Linked DNA regions of Anas platyrhynchos: region 1 is linked to region 2. Evidence: chromatin contacts called from public Hi-C data. All regions are on one chromosome and are shown on one strand. The core of a region is the stretch at or near the end of the contact, and the rest is flanking DNA. Distances in the headings are between cores, read along the strand shown.

Region 1 (6,686 bases), core at 387-2,886, 53 kb after region 2:
CCTTGACCCCCGCTGTCTAGATTCAAACTTGTAACCATTAATGGGGCTGGATCAAAACAGTGGCCTTCTGGTGTCACCAGTGGTGTTTAGAGGGGATTTAAACTCCCTGCTTTTCAGCGCAGTGAAATGAACACAGCAGTAGATTAATGCAAGGATTTGAGCTCACACAGCATGAGAGCTTTCAAAAATAGTGTTAACAGAGCTACAACTGCCTCTTTCAGGGGAAGCAAAATGAGGGGAACAGAAGAAATGAACAAACACAGGGCAAAGCCTTGTTGCTACGGGCAGGGCTCCTAAGCATGGGGAGCTGGGGAGAGGGCCAGCGAGTGCACTGAGACGTGGGGCAGGAGCTCTCCCAGCCCTTCGCCTTCTGCAGGAACCAGTCCTGAAGCCAAGGTGGGGGGAACACTGTGCTTTCAGGCTCCATCTCCCTCTTGGAGAGCGAGTGGCAGATCACAGGCTGCAGGGTTGGCCAAGGAAATGTTGCTCACCCATCTTCCCTGTTGACCTGGGTTCAGGCACAGGCTGAGATTTCGGCAAACTGTAGCAATGGACATGAGGCCCATTTCTGAACTTCTTTGTGCAAGAAGGCACAGGGGCATAGGGTGGACTAGCATTGCCTTGCACTTCCTTTGCCAGTTGCCCGTAGAGGGGGCAGGGGAGCTGCCCTTCCTGCAGCTGTGCCTGGCTCGCAGACCCCAGGCTGTATTTCCTCTGCAGGGTTTGCAGCAGGATGTGCTTCAGCCCACAGCAGTGACAGGAAAACATCTAAAGGTTTCCAGTTTTCGTTTGAAAGATTCCTACTAACCCACCTGGCCCAGGAACCCTTCCAGTAACAACCTCAGTCTGGGGCTGAGCCTACACTGCTGAATCCAGTGGGAGTTTTGCCATCAACTTCAATGAGAATAGGATCACACCTCAGAGCTTTGTTTTGCGCGTGTTCGTGCTTTGCCTCAGGCAGGAACCTGTTTGTTTGTTTGCTGCCTGCGCTCGCTGTGAACATCAGTAGGACTAGCTAAAAGCATTCAAGCCATCAGATTTGGGGAAGCCTCCAAAGTTTGTTTGCTTATCTGAACTGTCCCAGGCACTCAGATTTGCACAACGGGGCTGGAAAGAACCTCAAGAGCGAAGGCTTTCTCAGGCAGGCTGCAGAGTTTCACCTGGTGAGCGTGTCCTGGGGGGGACAGTTAGCACTTGTGCTTCAGGGAAGCAGGGGAAGTTCTCTGAGCATGTGAATGGCAAATAGCTTCAAAGAGACTGGTTTGCCTTCTTACTGGCAGCCCTGTCAAAAATTGACTTGATTGAGTTGTTGACGAGGGCAAACAGTCTACCTGTATGTGAATAGTCTTATCCTAGCCAGACTGTTCTTTATATCCCAGGTTTGAGCCAAGTGCTTGGTTTCACTGTATGACTAGAGCAGCTCAGAGCCCCTTCGGTAGGCTCTGAGGAGGGGAAAGGGATGCTGGCTCTCCAGCTGGCAAGGTATTGCCCCAAACACCGGCTCAGGACCCCTCTTCCATGTTACTGGTAGCACGGAAGGATGCTTCCCTAGGAGGGTGTCCTCTAACTCCTCTAATTTCTGTCTGTGCCAGCCACAAAAGGCACCAGCATCGCAGGATCACAGCACAGGTTAGTTCTGCCCCACTGCAGTCCATTAGGGAATCTTTCTATCCACTCTGATAACAATTCAGATTTGAAAACTGCTAATAATGACTTCACGTGTCTTCACAGGAGCCATTTCCATGCTGCCTAGGTGCCTGTCTTCTCCCTCCCAGCCCTGCCACTGGCACCATCCCAAGCCGCAGATAGCACTGCTACTCAGACAAAACAGTGCAAAGCAGAGGGCAGTTGTGGACATTCAGCTATTCTGTGCTGTCTGTACCAGTTTCTCCATTAGTTTACGGTTTAATGCTTGCATTTTTCAATTGTACCTGCATATAGCATCAGGATACCTAATTGGCTTCACTAGAGTTTTTGGCCTTGTATGCACAGATGACTGACGTCAAAAGCTTCTTTGTGAGCAATTTGTCCCACACATAAGCATTTCTTTCCTCCCAGACTACCTTTCACAACTTGTAGAGTACCCAACCAAGCCTTCAACAAGTCAGAGAAGAAAGTGCTTCCTCCAGCTGTCTGCTCTGTGCTTGCTCCCTGTCCAAATTAAACTTGCTGAGGACAGCGACACATTCCCATTTCACGCTGGTTTGATTAATGTGTCTCAGCTAATTGTGTGAAAGATTCCGGCCCTTTCGACTGTGAGACCAGGTTATTGTTCAGCCAATCGCGGCTACCATGTGAAAATGGGGGCTGTTTAGTGTTCATGCACCAGAATCAAAGGAGGGGCATCTTGGACTGGGTCACAGAGCAACACCCACTTCTTTGAAAAGATGTTACTATGCTCTACTAAACCTGTAAACCTCTTGCTCAAAGCACGTCTTCTCCCTCCTCCTCTCCCCCTGTTCTCTTTTTTCCCTTCCAGAGAGCCAGACTCCCCCCACCACTCTGTTAGGGTACAAGCGAGAGAGAATGGCTAGACTGCAGATGGGTGGATTTCACATTCTAGGGTTTTTAATATTTCACTTTTATATTTCTCTTAGAGAATGATCCTGCTGAGAGGCTGAGAATCAGTGCTCATCATTTCCCCCTCACTGACACTTGAATATATTTTCCCAAGAGAAAACATTAAACAAAAAGAGAGAGAAAGAGAAAAAGGGAAAGAGAGAGGGGGAGAGGGAGAGTGACTGAGCTAGCTTTTCAAAGCATACTTCTCAACCTGCCCACATCAAAATAAGAGACAACTGGCCCTTTGAAGTCCAGGACACAGACTTCTCTACCAGCCCATGTGGAAATAAAAGAAGCCAGCTTTATAAATCACACAGATTTCTCACCTTGCCCACATCAAAATCGGGGACAGTGACCTTTAAAACTGAGGCTTAAAGGCCCCCAAACCAATCTCCATGAAAATAAGGAGAGTTCAGATAAACTATGTCCCCTGGTACCTGTCAGCTTTTCTAGTGCATAACAGGAGACATTGGTCCTTCGCACTGAGGAGTGGAGACTAACTGCATTGTTAGCACTTGGGACAATGAAATCCTCCAGCAGCCTAACGTATCTCAGTGAGGCAGCTTTGCCACAAGTGTACTTTTGCTTGTATCTTGGGCCGTTGGTCCTAAAGCAACACTAACTACTGTTAAGTAGTTTAAGGGATTTAGTAGCTCTGAAACATCGCTTTTTGATAATATGAATTAGTGACCCCCAAATTGCTAAGTGGTTAGTGGCTCAGAGAAAAAGCTGGTGTTCTTGTGAGGTAAGTCCTACCTGGCTTGTAGTTGGGGAGCTTGGAAAGTCCTGGCCAGATGTTCTCAGTTGGGACCCCCAATACCTGTGCAAAACAAGAAGGAGAGTGAGACGAGCAGTGGCCTGTCTGCCGGTACGCTGCATCAGTGCGGAGGTGGAAGAGTTGGTCTCACCAGAGAGCCAGTGGCCTTTCCTGTGAACCAGCACAGATTCCCCCTGCCCTAGCTGGTACTAGATCTATCTCTGCACATAAATGACAGTGATATTTTAGCACTCGATGTTACAGCAGAAAGGGTCCTGCTGAGATGTAATGTTGCTGCTGAGAACATCATTGAAGGTGTGTCTAGCTTCACTGCCAGGTGTCACTCACACATGTTCACCAGCCAGGGGTCACACTGTGCAATCCCTTTCACTGCTGGAAGTGTCTTCCTGTGCCAGCACTGCACTGGGGACTTACTCTGCCCACTTGCACTGGTACCAGCCAATATTTTCTGGCAACCCAGGCTGTGAGCTGTGATAGAAACTCCTCTAAGTGAGGGGTAACACAGGCAGGAATGAGCAGTCAGGGACAGAGGGGAGGATGGAGACCACTTGAGGTGGTGCTTGCCTCTAGGAGAAGTGTTGGTGAAATCACAGTTAGACAGTCTTGATAATTCAACAGGATGAACATACTTCACAGCAGGGGGATTTTCCAGCGAGATATCTATATGGTGTTTGAACCAACAGTCCTGTGTGGGGATAAGCCCGCCGGATGACATAAAGTCATGCACATAATTGCAAATGGTCTCTAAATCAGTGCATGGTGCCTCTATTATTAGTACATGAAAGGAGCTGACTATTAGAAAACAGTGGGAATCCCCATTCTGAACCTCACGCTTGGCAAAATATCTCAAGCTAGGCATCGAAAGCCTCTAAGGAGCTTTGAAATTTTGGCCTAACACAGAGCCTCATTCCAGGCTGTATAATAACATAAAACCTTCTGTGAAAGGCACTAATTATTTCATGGCTTTTAAAGCTTCCTCATGATTTTTAAATAAGTTTTTGCCTTCAATAGCACAAATCCTATTAATCACGGTATCAGTTATAATACCAGAGAAATGACGATAGGGCTATAACCCTCTAACTGGAAAACCACAGGAAATGTATCTAGAGATTTCAGTCATACGTGGAAGGATAGCCTTCATTCACACTGCAAAACTGGGCCCTGCCCTGGTTTTGAACTGTGTTAATTGGCCAAGTATGGATGTTTTTTTTTTCCTTGGTAATTCTTTTTTCCCCCACTTTCTATGAAAGAGTAATTCAGCATTTATTTAAAAGGGCTGAACTCAAGTCTAATAACGGGGTTTACTTACCTGTATTTTTAACACGTTCTAGGTAAAAGTGGAGAGGAAAACCCAACCTGGCAGAAGCGTTTCTGAGTAAAGGGATTAAGAAGGAAAAACTTGATTTGCACAGACTTGAGGCTATAAAGTCCTCTCTCACCACTTCCCTAGTTCCAGCTTTCTGTACTTTATCCTTTGAAAACCCATGTTTGGGAAACAGCCTATGCAGAAGAGTAAATCCCTGGGAGAAGTGAAAGGGCAGATACCTGCAGCAACATCCAGTGGGAACCTCTGGGTTGACCTTTCTGAAGATTCAGTAACGGAGCCAGCAGTGAGCAGTCGTGAACATACAGGATCCACCAGTGCCGGTAACTGCCTCAATTTTACCAAGCAGCACTGAGGGCGTAGCTCTATGTTTCTGCTTCCCCAGCAGGAAATACAGCTTAAGAGGATCCTGAATACCTCTGCTCTTTTTCACTGCTGCCTTTATAAAGTAATTTATCACACTTCCCATTATGCCAAAGCGTTCTCTAGGGCTGCACTATAAACTGGATGAGACAAAATGTTCCAAGTTAATATAACAAAGGACCTGCAAAAAACCTTGGGACCCTGCCATTTTCAAGACAGTTTGTGAGCAGTATTAGAGCTTCTTTGTGAGATTATGGTGTGCTGTATCCTACAATAAGTAAAAGATTTAACGAGAAGGAACAGAATTTGCAGTACCTGCACACCTTTTATGCCTGCTTCAATTTGATGTCACTTTAATTGGCTTTAAATTTTTGATGAGATGACAAACATCAAAGGAAAGTCATTTGATTTACTCCGGTGTCTGTAAGAAAGTTGCCAAATATAAAATGGGTTACAAAGTCTGCTATGAACCTGGCAGATTGGACCAAATTATTCTGCTATTCACAGGACCTATGCTCAGGACTTCAAAATTAAGTAGGGAGCTGGAGCAATACGTTCTTTTCTCTCCCATTTCAGGATATATTGTACTCACCTCCCAGATCTTCTCCAGCTGTTCAGGAGTACCAGAAGTTCCTGCAAATACTGGCTGACCCTGGATCATTTCAACAAAAATACAGCCTGCGCTCCTGCAAGAAACCCAAGGTATTAACTCGTGCACATACATCATATATACAATATGAATCTGGGGTGGGCAGGGGAGAGGTAACAATTGTTGGAATGGAAATATAGAAATCCTGTTCTGTAAATTCATAAATCCTGATCTAAGTTGTAAATCCTATGTTTGGTAGCTCATGTTTGAAAAGTACGAGCCTGATGTGTAGGTATTGCCTACATTCTTTTCATCCAGTGTGTGTGTGCGTAGGAAGCAAGGCAGGACGTGGAGTGTCTGAATACATGTAAATAAATAAAGGTTCCATTGAAGGCCACTTCAGCCGTACACACTGAAACACTTGACCTAAAAACCCAGCAAGTAAAATAGGATGGGAGGAGACTGGAGATTCATCACATTCACATCCCTCCAGGATAAATATTTTAGAATAGCAGAGAGCAGTCAAAGTTCCGTATGAGTTCTGGTCCCATCTGCTTTTTCTCACCAGCACTGCCTACTAAAAAGAACAACACCCTTCACCAGCAAAAGAAGGCAGGTGGTATCCTTGGAAGAGAAACCCACTAAGTGGTGTCTTTTTTCCAGCAGCAAACAGTTTGTTTCAGGTCTCTTTCAGCCTATCCTGTTACAAACCCACCTAAAAACAGATAGTCAGGGCAGAAGTCTGTGGAATAGTAGATTGTTTTCGGTGAGAAAAAGGTGCAGAATTGGAGTGATAACAACATGAAAAATAAATGGGAAACTATAAGACATTATATGGGCTCGAAGAATAGACTTAGAAAGAACACAAAGGCAGTAGGTGCTAGAATGATTTCCCTTCAGAAGCAATTGGCTCTTCACTGGAAAATAGAAGGCAAGAATTCATAGCATAAAGACTTCAGTGGCAAAAGCTAGTCAAAGTAATCCCATTTTTATGACATCTCCTGATCTGCATTTGTGCCAGAATAACAACAACAAAAAATAGAGCTGCAAAAACTGCTTAATTTTACTAA
Region 2 (6,373 bases), core at 3,096-5,595:
GATCAAACCAGAGAAATATTCCCAAGGACAGGGGTGATACGGCCGGAGGTTGGCTTGCCTCCTAGATAACCCTGAGCAGTGCTGAATAATTCTTTGAACTCAGAGCAATTTGCGACTGTGTTCAGAAATAACACACAGACTTGCCAAAATCTAAGAGTGTATCAGTAACCGAAGTGTATTTTTCCAGTGCCTGTAATGATAAGCTGATGCGGAGTTTTGTTGTTTTCTCTTTGGGGCAGTGTTAGCACTTGTGGTGTGCTAGAGGATTTCCCATGCCAAAGACGCAATTCGTGTTCTGAAGAGTGTGCAGTCAAGAATCATGTTTTAAAATCTTTGTCCTTTATCAAAGGATCTGGATAGACTTCAAAGAACATTTTTATCTGCGTCCACAGCTGGGAAAACTCAGGCAAGGAGGGACGACGTGGCTTCCCCAAGGTGATCTGCAAAGTTGGTGTCAGACCAGGAGTCTGTTTCCTGCCTGCTGTGTGGGTGCCGTGTCCCATCACGCTGGGAAGGTCAGTGCTGGCTGCTGGACGGACTGGATCTGGGGTATGGGTTGAATGGGGTGCTAGAGGTGGGGGACGGGACACGTTGAAGATGATCAGCCCAGTCTTGCTGGGAGCCCATGTTTCATGGTGGTTAGTAGCTGGTGGTACAAAGCCTGTGGTAGAAGGGCAGAAAAGCTCATGGGAGAGGCTCTGGATGAGCATGGGCAATAAGCACGCCTCAGTCCTTGGGATCTCCAGGACATTGCTAGGGTGGGAATATGGTGATTTTTGCTGTTTTGCTTACTCTGCACCTAAGAGTACACATTTGATCCAAATCAGCCATGAACACACAACTGAACTGCTGATATGTTTTTCCCTGAGTTACTCTGGCTGCAGAAGGAGAGATTATATCTGATTCTCACAAAGACAGTGTCATGAATCAAAAGTAACAAATCCAGCATAAAGCTTGCAAGCACAAAGATAAGCCTTTGCAATTCTTTGAACATTTTAGAGCTTGAACAGTACAATCACATGAGGTCAGCATCTTAGGTTATGTGGCTGCAGTGTTTTTGTTTCAAAGCCCTAAAGCCAGGCGTAGTTCCGTATGCTGGGGACAATTCTGAGTTACATAGCCAGCTGTGCTCAAAGGAAGAGATCTTCAGGCAGAACCTTTCCTTCGTACTTGCAAGATCTGGATGGAGTGAATGGTTAACGCTGGCATGAAGCTACGTGTATTTCTGCAGCAAGGTCTCAGGTAAAATGCTTGGTAGATCACAGAAGGTTTGATGGGATTTATCAAGCTGCAGATGTCTTGTTCAGGACTTTTTAGAGGAGATGGCAGCAATACAGCTTTTCCAGGACACAAGAATCAGGAGCAGCTGTAACTAATAGCTGCAAGTATAGACATGAATCAGTCAATAGAGGTAGTTAACAGTTTCCTGGCTCCTTTAAATGCTTGCAACTGACATTTACTCTTCCTTTCACCCTTCTCTGGAGGAACTGAGCTACAGCTGGCTTGTACAGTTGGTGGTGAACAAGATGGCAATAACATCAGTCAGTTTTAATGGAATTCCTTAGATGTGTGTGGTGTAAGAATACAAATATTAGCTAAAAATCAGGTTACTCACTTCAGGTGGAAGTGTTTGGCTACAGATACGTTTTGGGTACTGTGTTGCATGATGACAAACAACCCCAAAAGAGATCAGAATTACTGTAAATTGAAAAAAAGTTTGTTCTAACTGAAGGAACTGAAGGAATGCAGCAATTATCAGTTCAAGAAACTAGCCTCATGACAGTGTTTTGTAAAGATGTAAAATCAATCACATTAAATGGGAGGTCCAAGCCCAAACGGAGAAATGTATTTTGAAATGGACTTAACACTGGCAGAAATTGGGAGAGGTCAGAAACACATCTTAAGAACTGGCTGTTTCCTCTCAGCTGAACACCTTCCAGGGATCCTTTTACCTTCATGCCAGGAGGCCGTATTTATTCTACTAGTAGAGGCAGGTATTCTCTGCTGTGTTGTCTGTGGTATATTAACAGCAATGGAGAATTCCCAGCAGGCACACATGGCACCCTGGGGATCATGCAAAGTTGACTCCTGATCTCAAACTTGCCTTTTTTTTTCTGAAAGTGTTACCTAGCCCTGCTAAGCCAGCTGTACTCATCCACCATACTTTGCCTCCCCAGTCCTTGGGAAGAGAACAGCAGAGATGTTGAGACATAAGCTGTCAATACTATGGATGCAATACTCTTTTATCTGTATCAGTCAGCTGTTACTCCAGATTTCAGAGCAAAGGCTGGTCATGTTTTGAAGAGAGGGACTAGCTCTGTGCTGCTGCACCCATAGGCTGCACTGCTACTCGTGTGCATTGTGTCTGAGTAGTTTGCTGTTATACAAGTAGGAGCAGAATCTTTATTTCTACTTTTTCCCTGTTACTTCACCCATCTGTCCTGGTGACTTCTGCACACCACATATTTATCTGTGACATCTTTCTCTGTTGGTGTTTTCTCTTTACTTATCTAGAGATTTAAATACCTCCCAGTTGGTGATGTCTGGCAGAACAATGTATGCCACTGATAGTACAGTTTCTAGCCAGCTTGCCTTTCCCTTTCCTGTTTGACCTTTTAAATTTTGTTATTTCACACATATTCAGTCTTGAAATTTTACACACTAACGAAACCTAAAAGAAAATTCTCCACTGGTAAAGTCGTCAACAAAGTAGCCAAACCTTGAAAGGATATCATTCCACTTGAAAATGCACCCTCACAGATAATTGATAGCATAGCCATCTTTCAGACCAGATGGTTTCCTTTTGGATGCTTACACAGAATAAAGTCGGAGGAGCAAAGTAGCCCTTATACCCTCAAAACAGAGCCTGTCATTGCTTTTTAGACTAAAATCACCATTCCAGAAGGGTATAAGCTAATGAAAAGAATCTTTGCATTTCACCTGATGATAATTAGCTGCATTGCAAGAGAAAAATAATTTCCGTGCATTGGTTGGTTCTTTCTCTAATATTTAGCATTGCAAGATACTAAATGTGGATGTGTGTGTACATACACATCTATGCAATTAATATAAAGCAAGTATAATGTTACATTGCAATTTATACTTGCGTTCAGCTCATGCTCTTCTTCACGGAGATCAATAAAGGGGTAAAATCTAGAATGCCTTCATTAGAAATGAAGCCACTTATTGTGTGGAATTAACACAGTGTTTACAGTACTTCATAATCATGTCTAGTAGTTTGTCTAGCTTTCCATTTTGGGACCATGGTGCAGACTGTAGTAGTATAATATTACTTCACTTCAGTGTTGAGAACAGGAAGAAGCATGGCACCAGCCATTCTTCATCTCGTGTGGAAAAGCTTTAAGTGCTGCACTGTTCAAAGGTACGTGGCATGCTGGCCATTTTTTGCTGCGGTGTGTTATACACTGCCCAAGCAGAGGTTCCCCCTCTGCTCTGGAAATGTAGCAGAACAGACGGGAATATCTTGGAGGATTGCTTGTGGCGTGGGTTGCACTGGTTAGGGTAGAGGTGGTGAAAGAAAGCATCAGTTTTAAAATAAAGAGATTTTGGGGAGACAGAGAGGAATCACACACTTGGAAGTGTGAATGTAACCGTGCACTTCAGCGGTTCTAGCAAAAAAAAATCACTTTCTGAAATTATCTCTGTGTTACAGAGGGAAAACACCATGTATTTAATCAGTAGCAGCCTAACTACAAAGTGTCTCACATGTTACTTGTTTGTGCTTTTTTGTGGGCAACTGTACTAATGGACTGTATTCCCCTGAATGGATGAGAATAGGGGATTGTGAGAGGAGGGAGAGGATATTTGGGCCAAACAGGAGGGGAAACACGTGTCTTCTAAGGAGGCAATACTTGGGCATTCATCAGGGGGAATTATGATGGCTGTACAGTTCTTCTGCTTTTTGTCTGTCTTCCCTGTGAGCGTATAGAGTCACAGAATCATAGGGTCATTTAGGCTGGAAAAGACCTTCAAGATCATCAAGTCCAGCCATGTTTGGCAGAAGAGACTGCAGGACCAGCAGTGTGGGTTGTGCAGGTGAGGTAGGAAGGAAAAACTTAAAGTTTGTGAAAGCAAAGCAGTGTAAGAGAGACTGGTCTGCTGTTCTGGCAAAACCGGCATTAATACAAAATTTGGGGGCTAATATACCTACAGTCCATACTAGTTGGTTTTTTTTTTTTTTTTGTACATTCTTCTTTAAGTTCTACTACTCTTTTTGCCTCTAAGAAGTTGCTTCACCAGAACGAAGGAGTCAGATAGGTGATTCATGTAGCACTCATCACCATGTCCAGCCTGAGTAACGTTATCTGATTCCTGGAAGCCTTATCCTTCCCATCTCCACTTCTTGTTCCACCCTTGTCTTACACTGTGTTCGAGCTGGAAGCAGGCAAGGGCAGGGACCTTGCTGGGTCATGCTTTTGCAGTGTTTGTGCAAGAGAGCCCTAATCCTAATTTTCAAGCCTTTGGGAACAGCGTAAGTCAAAGCAGTTGTAACGTAGATCTTGCTTGTGGAACGAGAGGAGTTTGTCCTCTGAAGAGGAGTGCTGTAAGCACACTGGTGCAGGCTCTTGCATGGCATAGTGTTTGTGGAGGGGCTGGACACTGCCCAGAGAGCCTGGCTATGCTGGCAGTTCCCTCCCTGGGTTCCCAACCAGGAATTCCCTCAGCACCAATAGCAGTGGTGGGGCTGAGGCTGGGACAGCACCACAAGTAGGTGCCTTGGGAAAGGATCAGCTGCCCCTCTGTGTGCCCCTCTGGGCCTTGGCATAGCCGGGCCTCGAGGAGGGAAGAGAGGAGAAGGTCAGGAGATGAAAGGATCTTTAGAGTAAAATCCTCTGCTGAGATGCAAGGCAGAATGACTTTGTCACTCAATTAGCCTGGACTTTCAAAGCAGAGAATGAAGTGTGTGATGCAGCAATGCAGCCCTTGTGAGCGCGGTGTGTGGGAGGCGGCGGCAGAGGGGCAGGAAGTGAAGAGGGTTTGTTCAGCAGCTGGCACAGCTGCTGGGCCCTGCCAGCTCCCATATGAGTTGCATCAGGACTGTTGGTGACCAGCTTCTTCTCTGGCTGCGGCATTTGGCACTCTGCTGAGGCTGCCCTTAGTTCTTCCCGGTGCGAGGCGCATTGGCAGACACGTGCCCTGAGGAAGAAAAGAGCCTGGGACCAGCACAGAGCTGGTCTGTGCAAAAGGTTTTAAGGCCTGCTCATACTAAGAGATTAACGCATCAGTTAGTGGCTTCTAAACTACAGAGTGGCAACACTGCTTTGGGAAGCCAAATAGCCTTGAATTATATGGTTAAATCCCTATTAGCTGCTCTGTACTTACTGAATGCTCTGGCTTGAAGGCTGAGCCGTTTCACACACCCTTCTGTCCAGCTCAGTGAGCACCAGCCAAACTCTCGTCGTGAAGTGTGAAACTCAGAACCAGGTGAGAGGAAGTAGCTCCTGATGGAATTCAAGGCCTCTGTAGCTGTGCAGAATGGATGGAAATAGAAGTGAGGGTCTTCTTGCAGGCTGCTCAGTCCTCCTGGCTCAAAAGTACTCAGATACCAGCTGGATATGTAGCTGATCTGTCAGTGTAACACATGTTTTTCGGTGCTGTATGAACATGGCAAATGTGCACGGTGGCTGGGATTATCAAGTCACAGGAATGAAGGCACTTGTAATGGGCTGGTGCCTAAATTCTGGAGACTGCCAGGAAAGGCAGGCACAGACAATGTTCTGAGAATGCTCTGAAGAAGGAGCTCCATGTCCTAAATGGAAGCTGATAGATTTTACAGGGAAGGTGTCTGTTTAAAGCATTTTCCTGAATCCTAGTGTCATTTAATGGTTTTGGGATGATCTGTAAACCACACCTTATGACAGCTAGGTCCAAAAGAGCTGTTCTGGGAATCCAGGAATGGTTGGATTTCATAGAGCTGATACAGCCTGTTTCCTTTTATGTTTTGTGTCCTTCTTTTCTCATCAGCCCCACAGAACCTCTTGCCAGTGTCAAGCACTATTAGATCAACGGCTGTAGTGCACCACTTAAAGATTTCTTGTCCAAAAGTGGAGATCTGACTGAATTTCCAACTCTCTGTGCTGTAGGGAAGCTGGAGCATGGCTGAGCATTTGTTGCTGTGCTTCTTCAGCTCAAGCAAAGAGCATTGCATTTACTTCTCTGTGACCTGAGTGACTTGGAGCATCCAAACTATTCCACTCCAGCCTTCCAACCCCAAGAAGCTGTATTGCATGCATTGTTTGAACCCAGACTCTGGTACCAGGCACTTCTTTTGGCAGGGAAATCAGAGAGTAGGGTACTGAGGCATTCTGCACCTTCCTGACAGCCTGCCTTGGGAAGCAAGGACCCAGACCGC

Evidence for each region. A called contact is a pair of places that touch in the nucleus more often than the background predicts.
Region 1: a contact with region 2 is called in a Hi-C map of liver, with 2.0 times the contacts expected there. The contact joins two enhancer-like sites. A contact is called at or near these places in 2 of 8 Hi-C or Micro-C datasets (liver and skeletal muscle).

What each region holds. Positions count from the first base shown.
Region 1 is chr7:28,226,450-28,233,135 of IASCAAS_PekinDuck_T2T, forward strand. ALS2 (alsin Rho guanine nucleotide exchange factor ALS2) reads left to right here. Exons shown (of 41, transcript XM_072041084.1): 8 at 5,604-5,729. It overlaps CDK15 (cyclin dependent kinase 15), which reads right to left. Exons shown (of 14, transcript XM_072040421.1): 8 at 5,620-5,713; 9 at 3,319-3,382. Among named protein-coding and RNA genes, the nearest start is that of CDK15, 18 kb to the right of the region's middle. Within about 2 kb of position 1,637, at least 3 of the 8 cell types and tissues checked have an H3K27ac peak or open chromatin away from gene starts, as enhancers often do.
Region 2 is chr7:28,171,201-28,177,573 of IASCAAS_PekinDuck_T2T, forward strand. It overlaps ALS2 (alsin Rho guanine nucleotide exchange factor ALS2), which reads left to right. Exons shown (of 41, transcript XM_072041084.1): 5 at 393-515. Among named protein-coding and RNA genes, the nearest start is that of FZD7, 27 kb to the left of the region's middle. Within about 2 kb of position 4,346, at least 1 of the 8 cell types and tissues checked has an H3K27ac peak or open chromatin away from gene starts, as enhancers often do.